Linked DNA regions of Mus musculus: region 2 is linked to region 1. Evidence: chromatin contacts called from public Hi-C data. All regions are on one chromosome and are shown on one strand. The core of a region is the stretch at or near the end of the contact, and the rest is flanking DNA. Distances in the headings are between cores, read along the strand shown. Region 1 overlaps Taok3 (TAO kinase 3). Region 2 holds the start of Rfc5 (replication factor C (activator 1) 5).

Region 1 (4,378 bases), core at 730-3,229:
GGGACAAGCCCCACAGGAGCCCATGGTGAGTAGTCAGTTTTCCTGTCAGACGCCCGCCGTGGCAAGGAGGCGACTGCTGACAGCCCCACCATGTTCTGTCGGATTCGCAGCCGTGTTTTTTTCAGACGCTTCCTGAGCATCAGCAGGCTACAGAGTGGACATTTTGAGATCTCCCATCACACGATGGGGTATTCCTTTCAGATGAAAAAAAAATCGCCCATTAAAGAGGCTACAAGAAACTTCAACATAAAAGAACTCAGGAGCGGGGTTCTTTATGAACGGAGTGCATTAAACTGTGAGATTTTTCCACATGGAATAGGCATGAGCAATAGATTGCTGCTCTCTTCTCCATTTTCCTTCTATTTGCTCTGTCAGAGACTATAATTCCTTCTAAATTTCACTGAAGCCTTTTTCATTTATTTATTTATTTATTTTTAAAAAAAAAGGCTTGATGGGGTGGGGGTGGGGGTGGGGGATAAAAGTAGAAATCAGGTTTGAAAAATAGGACAAGAAAAAACGATTATTTCTGGGTCGGCCTCGGATGATGTCATCATGGGTTCTGGATGTAACAGCTAAGCAGTGTACAGTAACTCTTCCTGCTCATGTGACCTCTAACACTCATTTGGGCAAAACAGCTAATATCTCAATAATTTTCTGGCTGAGAAGTGAAATTTGGATGGGAAAGCTGAGAGAGAGTTCCGAATGCTGAGGATGAAATGGAGAGAGAGGGAGAGGGAGAGATAGAGTGTGTGTGTGTGTGTGTGTGTGTGTGTGTGTGTGTGTGTGTGTGAGAGCGCGCACGCGCACGCGTGGGGGGCCAAGGGGAGGAGGCGTGAAAACTAAGTCTTCCTGAGCACACCCCTTTTGCTACTACAAGGGCACCCGGCAATCACATTTGCAGTAGTAAAAAATGCCGAGGAATCGACAGCCCCTCTGCTCCCACAGCCGCTGCCGCTGGCCTCTTCTACAAAGCCTTTATGGCTATCAGGAAATTCTTCAGGGGTTAAATGGGGAAAACTGGGCACTACCACTGTTGCAATAAATAAATGAATGAACCAGAACGAACCGGTGGACTATCCCTGGGAAGCAAGTGTCTGATTTTTCTACAATTACAGATGGTAGCCGGCAACCATATAAAAATTTTTTTTAGATCCTATTTTACCTTTTGATGTGTATGTGTGTACATCATAGAGACACACATGCACCTATTTAAAAAGCAGCATAGTGCCCTGTACACACACACACACACACACACACACACACATCCATACCTTGAAAATATTTTTAGCATTATATATTTCGATGAAAACACAGATCACTTTAAAAAAAAAACTGGTTATGCCAGCAACTCATCTCAAAGCCTTATATTCTGCATATACAGCATATACAACACACAATCACACATACACACAAAATTACACATACACACATACACACACACAAAGGTTTTTTTTTCCCCCTATGCCATAGACAATGCTAAATATCTAAGATCAGGTTGCTATGCCAACAGAATTTTTTTTTTCCCTGAAATGAATAAAATTATTTGGAGGGAGACAACATCCCTGGCTTCTTTTCCTCCCATGCATGAAGCTGAGGGAGGCTCAGGGAGGGCCGGAGGCTGCCAGACAGGGAGGAGGGGAAGGCAGGGAAGGTGGGTAGGGAGGACCAGCTTACCAAAGACGCGGATTTGATCGTGGCAAAGCGCTCTCGGTTCCGATAGTGGAGGGCCCGGCTCTGAACTGACTGGGTAGGCCGCGGCTCAGGCCTGGGATCGCCGTGGCCCGCCTCATCCCTTACGAATACATGATCCTGCAGAAATGGATGAAGAGAAGGAGAAAGTCCAGCTGCGCTCTTTCCTCGCCGGCTGCCTCTCTCTCACCCCTCTTTCTGAACAAGCACCGCTGTTTGAAATGCATAGTTCAGCTCTCTGCTAGTCCCCGCAGCTCCCACGGTATAAAACGAATAAGCGACACATTGCAGCCTTCAGTTAGGAGTGTCAGCTGATCGCTAGTAGGATGCCTTCTGACTCCCCGGCAGGCTTCTTCCCCCCTTTACCTCCGGAATTACATATATGCAAAAGCAAAGAGGAAGAGGAGAGAGACTGGCGCGGACGGACGCCTCAGAGCCGTCTGCTTAAAACGCGGTGACCAGATAATTCCTTTAAAAATGTCATGTCCATGTCTGGCGGGGAGGATGCTGGTGGCTTTTAACATAAAAGCGAGCCTCCGCCTCATTCCCTTGAAAGAGCTGCGTTGTCAATTGAATTGGATTTGTGAGCTGGTCGGTGGGGTCATCCTTCTTCTGGGGGGGTGGGGTGGGGGGATCAGGGGAAGCTTGTGGCGAGCCGCCTCTCTGTCTTGTGCTGGGAAGATTCGGCAGTCACTGAGGGATCCTGCTTTCCAGTCATGATCGTACACAGTTCTAGCACCTTCTCTCTACAGCTTCTGAAAGGATTTTTTTTTTTTTTTTTAGATTTAAAGAGACAGGCGTACAATTCCAAACCAAATGATACTTGGGCAAATGGTTCCTCAACTCAGTGTCGGTATGCCAGCAGACTGAGCGAGGCTGGGATTTAATGTCCTTGACTGATTTAATCGAGTCCTGTGCTTTCTTGATGACCAAAGATGATTAATAACATTCAAACGCCCCGTGGGAAAAAAAATAACATGCCCTGGATGGATGATGATGCGTGTTCCTTAAATGCAGCTGAGACGCCTTCTAAAGGAACGATGTTTTTAGAGGGCCATGCCCCCTCTGTACAGAACGAGATGGTCACTGTGTCGGCAGTGCCAACCCTTCAGAAAATTAACACAATGCCCCCTCCCCAACTCCCACCCCCACCAATACTCTGGCAATTTGTAGCTCAAAACCATGTTCAGTGGTGGGGGATTTTTAAATAGCACATGCTCAGATGGGGAAGGAGAAATCAATTTTTTATCCCCCAGGGTTTTAGGAGAAACCATTTGTTTGCATTTTCTCCAGGAGTACCTGAAAATTAAAAAAAAAAAAAACAACAACCCCCCCCCAAACATATAATTGCCCTTTCATTATAAAACAAGGGCCAAAGAGATTCAGAAAATACAAAATTATATCATTTATCTATAAATTAAAAAATATCAAAATGTGTTGATTTTTTGAGGGAAATGAAACATTATAACCAGGTTTTGATGTGAAAGCCGCCATCCGAGATTACATCCATCACAACGCTGTTTCCTTTTGTAAATCTAAGTGTTTTGATATGGAGGGAGGTGTGTCTTCACACCTGTGTCTAGACTTTCCATTTCTATATTGAAGTTCAAAGAATGAAAAAGATCTTTACATTTTAAAATCACATTTGCGTGTGTGTGTGTGTGTGTGTGTGTGTGTGTGTGTACTCGCGAGTGCGCTCGCATGCTCTCGCACATGTGGAGGTCAGAAGACAACTTTAGCGTCTGCACCATGTGGGTTTCAGGGATCTAACTCTGGCTTGGTGGCAGGCCCCCTTTCCCCAGGAGCCATCTTGCAGGCCTGAGAGCTCTGTAATAAACTTGTTGTAGGTTTTGTGCCATCAGATTCAGGGGAAGGCTTACAGCTGTGCTGGCTGGTGAGCTGGCTACTAGCCAACCCTGGCTATTTTAACTTAAACAAATTAAAATGAAATAAAATGGAACATCTGATTCCTGAGTCACTGCGACTACGAGCTATCTTCCATGGTGGCCGGGGGTGGGTGACATAGGCAGGGAGTATTGCTGCCACTGCACAAGCTGGGACCAGACATTGCTAGGGGTAAACATGCATTTCTTGGACCAGAAAGATGGGCTACCTGGAAAAGCACACTGTGGGTGCCGTGGCACGTGTGTGGCCCTCCATCATGTATGCATGCGAGATAATAATGAAGAAATGAAAAGCAATGCAATTCTCAAGCTGGGCAAGACTATAACCATCCCCCTAAACACATGCCTGCACTCTGAAGCACTAAGGAGGTCAGAGAGGTTGCAAGTTCGAGATTGTTGTGGGTCTCATAGTGAGAGCCTGTCTCTCCCTCTCCCAATAATTTTAAACAACAACAACAACACCCTTTAGTATATGTATTTTGAAAAACGCTTAAAGGATCATTTTAAAGTTTTCTGCATTACTTCTCAGGAAAGCTGACCTTGTGGCACAGGGAAAGGAGCTTAGCACGTGACTGGGACCCTGCGGCGGGCATGCGGTCCTCACTGGGCCTTCCTCTGATTGTCAGGTGTTTACTAATTAATTACTACTACCATGTCTAAAATCGGACTCACTTACATGACAGGTTCAGAAAGGGATGGGACTTTTTTTTTTTAATTTATTTTTTTAATTAGGTATTTTCCTCGTTTACATTTCCAATGCTATCCCAAAAGTCCCCCATACTCAC
Region 2 (4,378 bases), core at 750-3,249, 150 kb before region 1:
GTATTCACTCAAGTTGGCCTACAGAGGAAGCAGAGAGGCGGGGTACTGTCATCCTTGGAGTGCCATCTGATCTCCTTCTTCTGTGATGTGTTCTGTTTTGATTGAGACAGGGTCTCCTTTATTGCAGTGTTGATAAAAATCCCTTGTGTGCTGATAGCATTCCATGGGAGGGGGCATAAATGATGTCTACCCCTCCACCTAAGATTCCAGTGACAAACCGGGGCATGAGTCTACTGCCATACTTCATTTGGGGGAACCAATGAATTTATTGGGCTTCCTTACAGAGCATAGGTGAGGAGTACCTACAGGAGAGTGGGTTCTCCTTCCTCCAGAGATGGGATGGTACCAGAAAAGATTTGGCCAGTGGACAGCAGCTGGGCAGTGGTGGCACACGCCTTTGATCCCAGCACTTGGGAGGCAGAGGCAGGCAGATCTCTGAGTTCGAGGCCAGCCTAGAGAAAAAAAAAAAAAAAAAGATTTGGCCAACAGGGTAAGGGTTTTCCCATAGCTGCTTAGATAAAGACCTCTCTCCTAGTCTTTCTTAATCTGAGTACTCTAGTCTCCTCCCCCCACCCCTGCCCTCCAGGCAAGCCATGTGCAATTAAGGCAGAGTTGCACACAATAAATTATAGGGAGCCAGTGGATACTCAGGTGAGGGTCTTCCGTGAGGGGATGTAAACGGTCAAAAAGTCCAGCTAAGGTAATTCTTTTGTAAGTGGACACAGCTGAACTCCCCCAGATGGCAGCTGCTTGACTCCAAAGGTAGTTAAGTACACCACCAGGCTGGCCATGAGCTGGATATGCAGTCAAGGATGATCTTGCGATTCAAACGGCCAAGCTTGACAGCTAAGTTCGATTCCCAGGACGTCTGCATAAGAAAGAAGACCAACTCTTGAAAATTGATGCACATGGCCTCCACATGTGCAGCGAGGCACACACAAATTAATTAAAGTTAGTTTTCTTTCGAGTTTTTAAGACAGGGTCTCACTATGTAGCCCTAGCTGTCCTAGAGGCCACTCTGTAGACCTTGAACTCACAGAGATCCATCTGCTTCTGCCTCCCAAGTACTCGAATTAAAGGCATACCTGGCTCAAAGTAAAAGCTAAAGATGAAAATAAAATTGGTCACCAGGCAAACGGTGAAGCTCACATTTAATTAATCCCTGCACTTGGGAGGTAGAGGCAGGTGGATCTCTGGGTTTGAGGCTAACCTGGCCTACAGAGTGAGCTTCAGGATAGCCAAAGATACAGAGAGAAACCCTGTCTCAAAACTAATCAAATAAATAAATAAACAAACAAACAAATAAATAAATAAAATTGGTCTGTAATCCTCTTACTGTAGGAGAAAATGCATTTGTGTGTATAAAACACAAATGTTTGTATGTATTTATATGAATATATGTATGCATGTATGTGTATATATGTAACTGTATTTATGTGTATATATGATTGAATGTGTATGTTCTGTGTGTATATATATGTGTGTGATATACATGTATATGTGAGTATATATGTATGCATGTATGTATGTATGTATGCGTATTAACTGTGTATTTGTGTATACTTGTGTGTATGTATCTGTATGTGTATGTGAGTGCAGGCGTATATCTGTTTATATGTATGTGAATGGGGATGTATGTATATGTATATTTGTAACTGTGTGCATACCTGTATATGTACGTGTGTCTCTGTGTGTGTGTTGCTGGTTATGGAACCGAGGTTGCACTGACCACACACCTTGCTGCTCCTTGCGGCTTGCCCCTGCACTGACAGGATCGGGCCCTGGTGAGGCCCGCGGTGGCTCTGGCTTCAGCGCGCGGTCACCCTGGACCTCGTGCGAGGAGGCTGAGACAGCCGACTCAGGCGGTAACTCCGCTGCAGGCCGGCGCCTAGGGTTACCTAGCAACCAGCACCTTAGCAACGGGGAGGAGGCGGGCCGGGGGACGGAAGCCGGAAGCCGGAGGCGAAGCCTCGCGAGGGTTGGTTTGCGCGCGGACTCCGAGTGCGGCGGGTCAGTGGCAGGGACCCGCAGCATCTGTCAGTCATGACGGCGGCCGCGCCTTCGCAGCAGCGGCCCGCGGCGGCCCGGGCCCGGAACCTGCCCTGGTAGGAGCGGCCCCACATCCCGCTTCCCGCTCTTCCTCCTAGGAGCTTTGCAGATCCTTCCCCGCTCCCGGCCTTGGCGCCGCAGCCGCTCCTCCGCTTCCATACCTGAACGGGCTCTGAGCTCAGCTTAGCCATCCTCGGGGTCCTCGAGCATCGCCTCTGCGCTCCGATGACCCTAATAAATTGATCCTGGGTTTCTTTAGAAAGGTTCCGAGGACGGAGGAGTGGGTAGGCTTGGTTGGATTCGAACTCGTGTCCGAATTCAGCGCTTGCACTCTATCCCCTCTTTATTTGCGGGGGAGGGACCGTAGCAGCGCACCCTGGTGGAGGTCAGAGGACAACTTGCAGGGACCTGATCTTCCACCCAGGGCCCCAGCGCCTGCATTCTGAATGGCCCTACAGCACCTTAGCGGTGTTTTAAATGAAGCAAGCCTAGCCATGCTTTCATTTTCTTTTCTTCTGGTCTATCCTGAGGAGGAAGACTTGTCTCAGGCCACACGGTATTTAAATTCTCAGGACTGGAGTCACAGACCGTGTGGCCTTTTGAGTCTGGCTTCTCGAACTCAAGGGTTTTCTGTTCTGTAGCATGGTTCAGCACTCGATTCCCTCTTGAAAGCCACATCATAAGTGGATTGCCCGTTCTCTTGCTTATAGGTATTTGAGTATGAGTTCCGTTTGCGCAGTCTCAGCGCTGTTGGTGAGGGGCAAGGGGGAGCTGTCCTGCCCACTGGAGGATGTTAGCAACCTCCTGACTCCTACTCAACAGATGCTGCTAACACCCATTGCACAGTTAATACAGATAACTGGCCTGACCGATGTCCCCTGGGGGGACAGAACAACTCCTGGTTGTGAGAGCCAGTGCTCTGTTCAGACGCGAAGGGTTTCTCTTCCTCTGCTGCTTAGGATGTGAAGGGGCTTCTTTGCATGTAACAGAACATGGCTTGAGTATATAGATTGTAACTTAACGGTGAATCCTATTTCAGGGTTGAGAAGTACCGGCCACAGACCCTGGCCGATCTCATTTCTCACCAGGACATTCTGAGTACCAGTAAGTATCTGTCTGTTGCTGCTGTCCTTGTGGAGGGTTGGGTCCATTTCGTGATGACGATGTCTCTGCTGGGTGACCCTTAGAGGATGCTCTGAGCCTTTATAGAACCGGCCATGTGTCGCCTTCTCCATAGTGTACCAAACTGTCTCAAGATCTGTTTGGTTTTACTGTTTAGGTGTTTTGTTTACACATGAAAGTGTGTGCACCTTGTGTGCCTGGCTCCTCCAGAGGCCAGAAGAGGACCCTGGATCCTGTAGGCAGTTGTGAGCTGCTATGTAGGTGCTAGGAACCAAACCCAGATCCTCTGCAAGAGCACCCGGCTTAACTGAGGCACCTTCCCAATCCCCCCATGTCCCAAGAAGACAACACAGAAGAGGGATGGTTGATTTTGAAGAGGTTTTGGTTCACAGTGCTTGGCTCTGTTGACTCTAGACCCTTGGTGAGCACAACTTCGTGGCAGTGGGAGCACTCTGCTCCAAAGTGGACAGGAAGTAGAGAGCTAAAGGGGTGGGGGAGCAAGCAGTATGACCCTCAAAGGCACGAGTTTGGTGACCTGACTCCTCCAATGAGGCTGTGCCTCTAAACCAGTGGCTCTCAACCTTCCTAAAGATGTGGCCCTTTTAATACAGTTCCCCATGTTGTGGTGACCACCCCCCCCCACCATAAAATTATTTCATTGCTACTTAATAAATGGAATTTGGTACTGTTACAAATTATAATGTAAATAAATGTCTGATAGGCAGGGTATGTGTGCGATATGTAGCTCCTAAAAGTGTCGAGACAGGTTGAGAACTTCTGCTCTCAACTTAATAGACCCTCCCAAGATAGCTAGTGTGGAAGACAGATAGACAGACAGACAAACTGTGGTGTGACTTCAGGACTTCCCCTCCCTGTCTACTCCGACTAGGACACTGAAAAACTGAAGCATATCTGGATTTAGCATAACCAGGTCCTAAGGTGATTGTGTAGGACCCAGAGACTGACACATGTCACCCCTTCCTGTCCCTCAGTTCAGAAGTTCATCAGTGAAGACCGCCTGCCACACCTACTTCTCTATGGCCCTCCAGGGACAGGAAAGACATCCACCATCCTGGCCTGTGCCAAGCAACTGTACAAAGATAAAGAATTTGGCTCCATGGTCTTGGAGGTGAAGGAGACACTCTCACTCCACAACAGCTCAGACCTCCAGACACTTAACCTTTGTCCTTCTTTTATTCCCTGACCA

The links. A called contact is a pair of places that touch in the nucleus more often than the background predicts.
Region 2: a contact with region 1 is called in a Hi-C map of muscle stem cells, with 2.3 times the contacts expected there. The contact joins the promoter of Rfc5 here to the enhancer-like site in region 1. A contact is called at or near these places in 8 of 39 promoter capture datasets (the HPC-7 cell line, embryonic stem cells, hematopoietic stem and progenitor cells and 4 more), 1 of 15 datasets of contacts at CTCF or cohesin (the NIH/3T3 cell line), 1 of 484 Hi-C or Micro-C datasets (muscle stem cells), 1 of 115 datasets of contacts at active chromatin or transcription factors (embryonic stem cells) and 3 of 9 other capture datasets (adipose tissue, liver and pancreatic islet).

What each region holds. Positions count from the first base shown.
Region 1 is chr5:117,238,527-117,242,904 of GRCm38.p6, reverse strand. Taok3 (TAO kinase 3) reads right to left here. Exons shown (of 21, transcript NM_001199685.1): 14 at 1,675-1,809. Among named protein-coding and RNA genes, the nearest start is that of Pebp1, 47 kb to the left of the region's middle. Within about 2 kb of position 1,979, at least 107 of the 459 cell types and tissues checked have an H3K27ac peak or open chromatin away from gene starts, as enhancers often do. A contact at or near this core is called in hippocampal neurons, muscle stem cells and pancreatic islet, where this site is marked.
Region 2 is chr5:117,386,644-117,391,021 of GRCm38.p6, reverse strand. It overlaps Rfc5 (replication factor C (activator 1) 5), which reads left to right and starts at 1,999. Exons shown (of 11, transcript NM_028128.1): 1 at 1,999-2,105; 2 at 3,089-3,153; 3 at 4,164-4,300. The coding sequence starts at 2,044. Gm15728 (predicted gene 15728) reads right to left here and starts at 1,900. Exons shown (of 2, transcript NR_166496.1): 1 at 1,737-1,900; 2 at 1-868.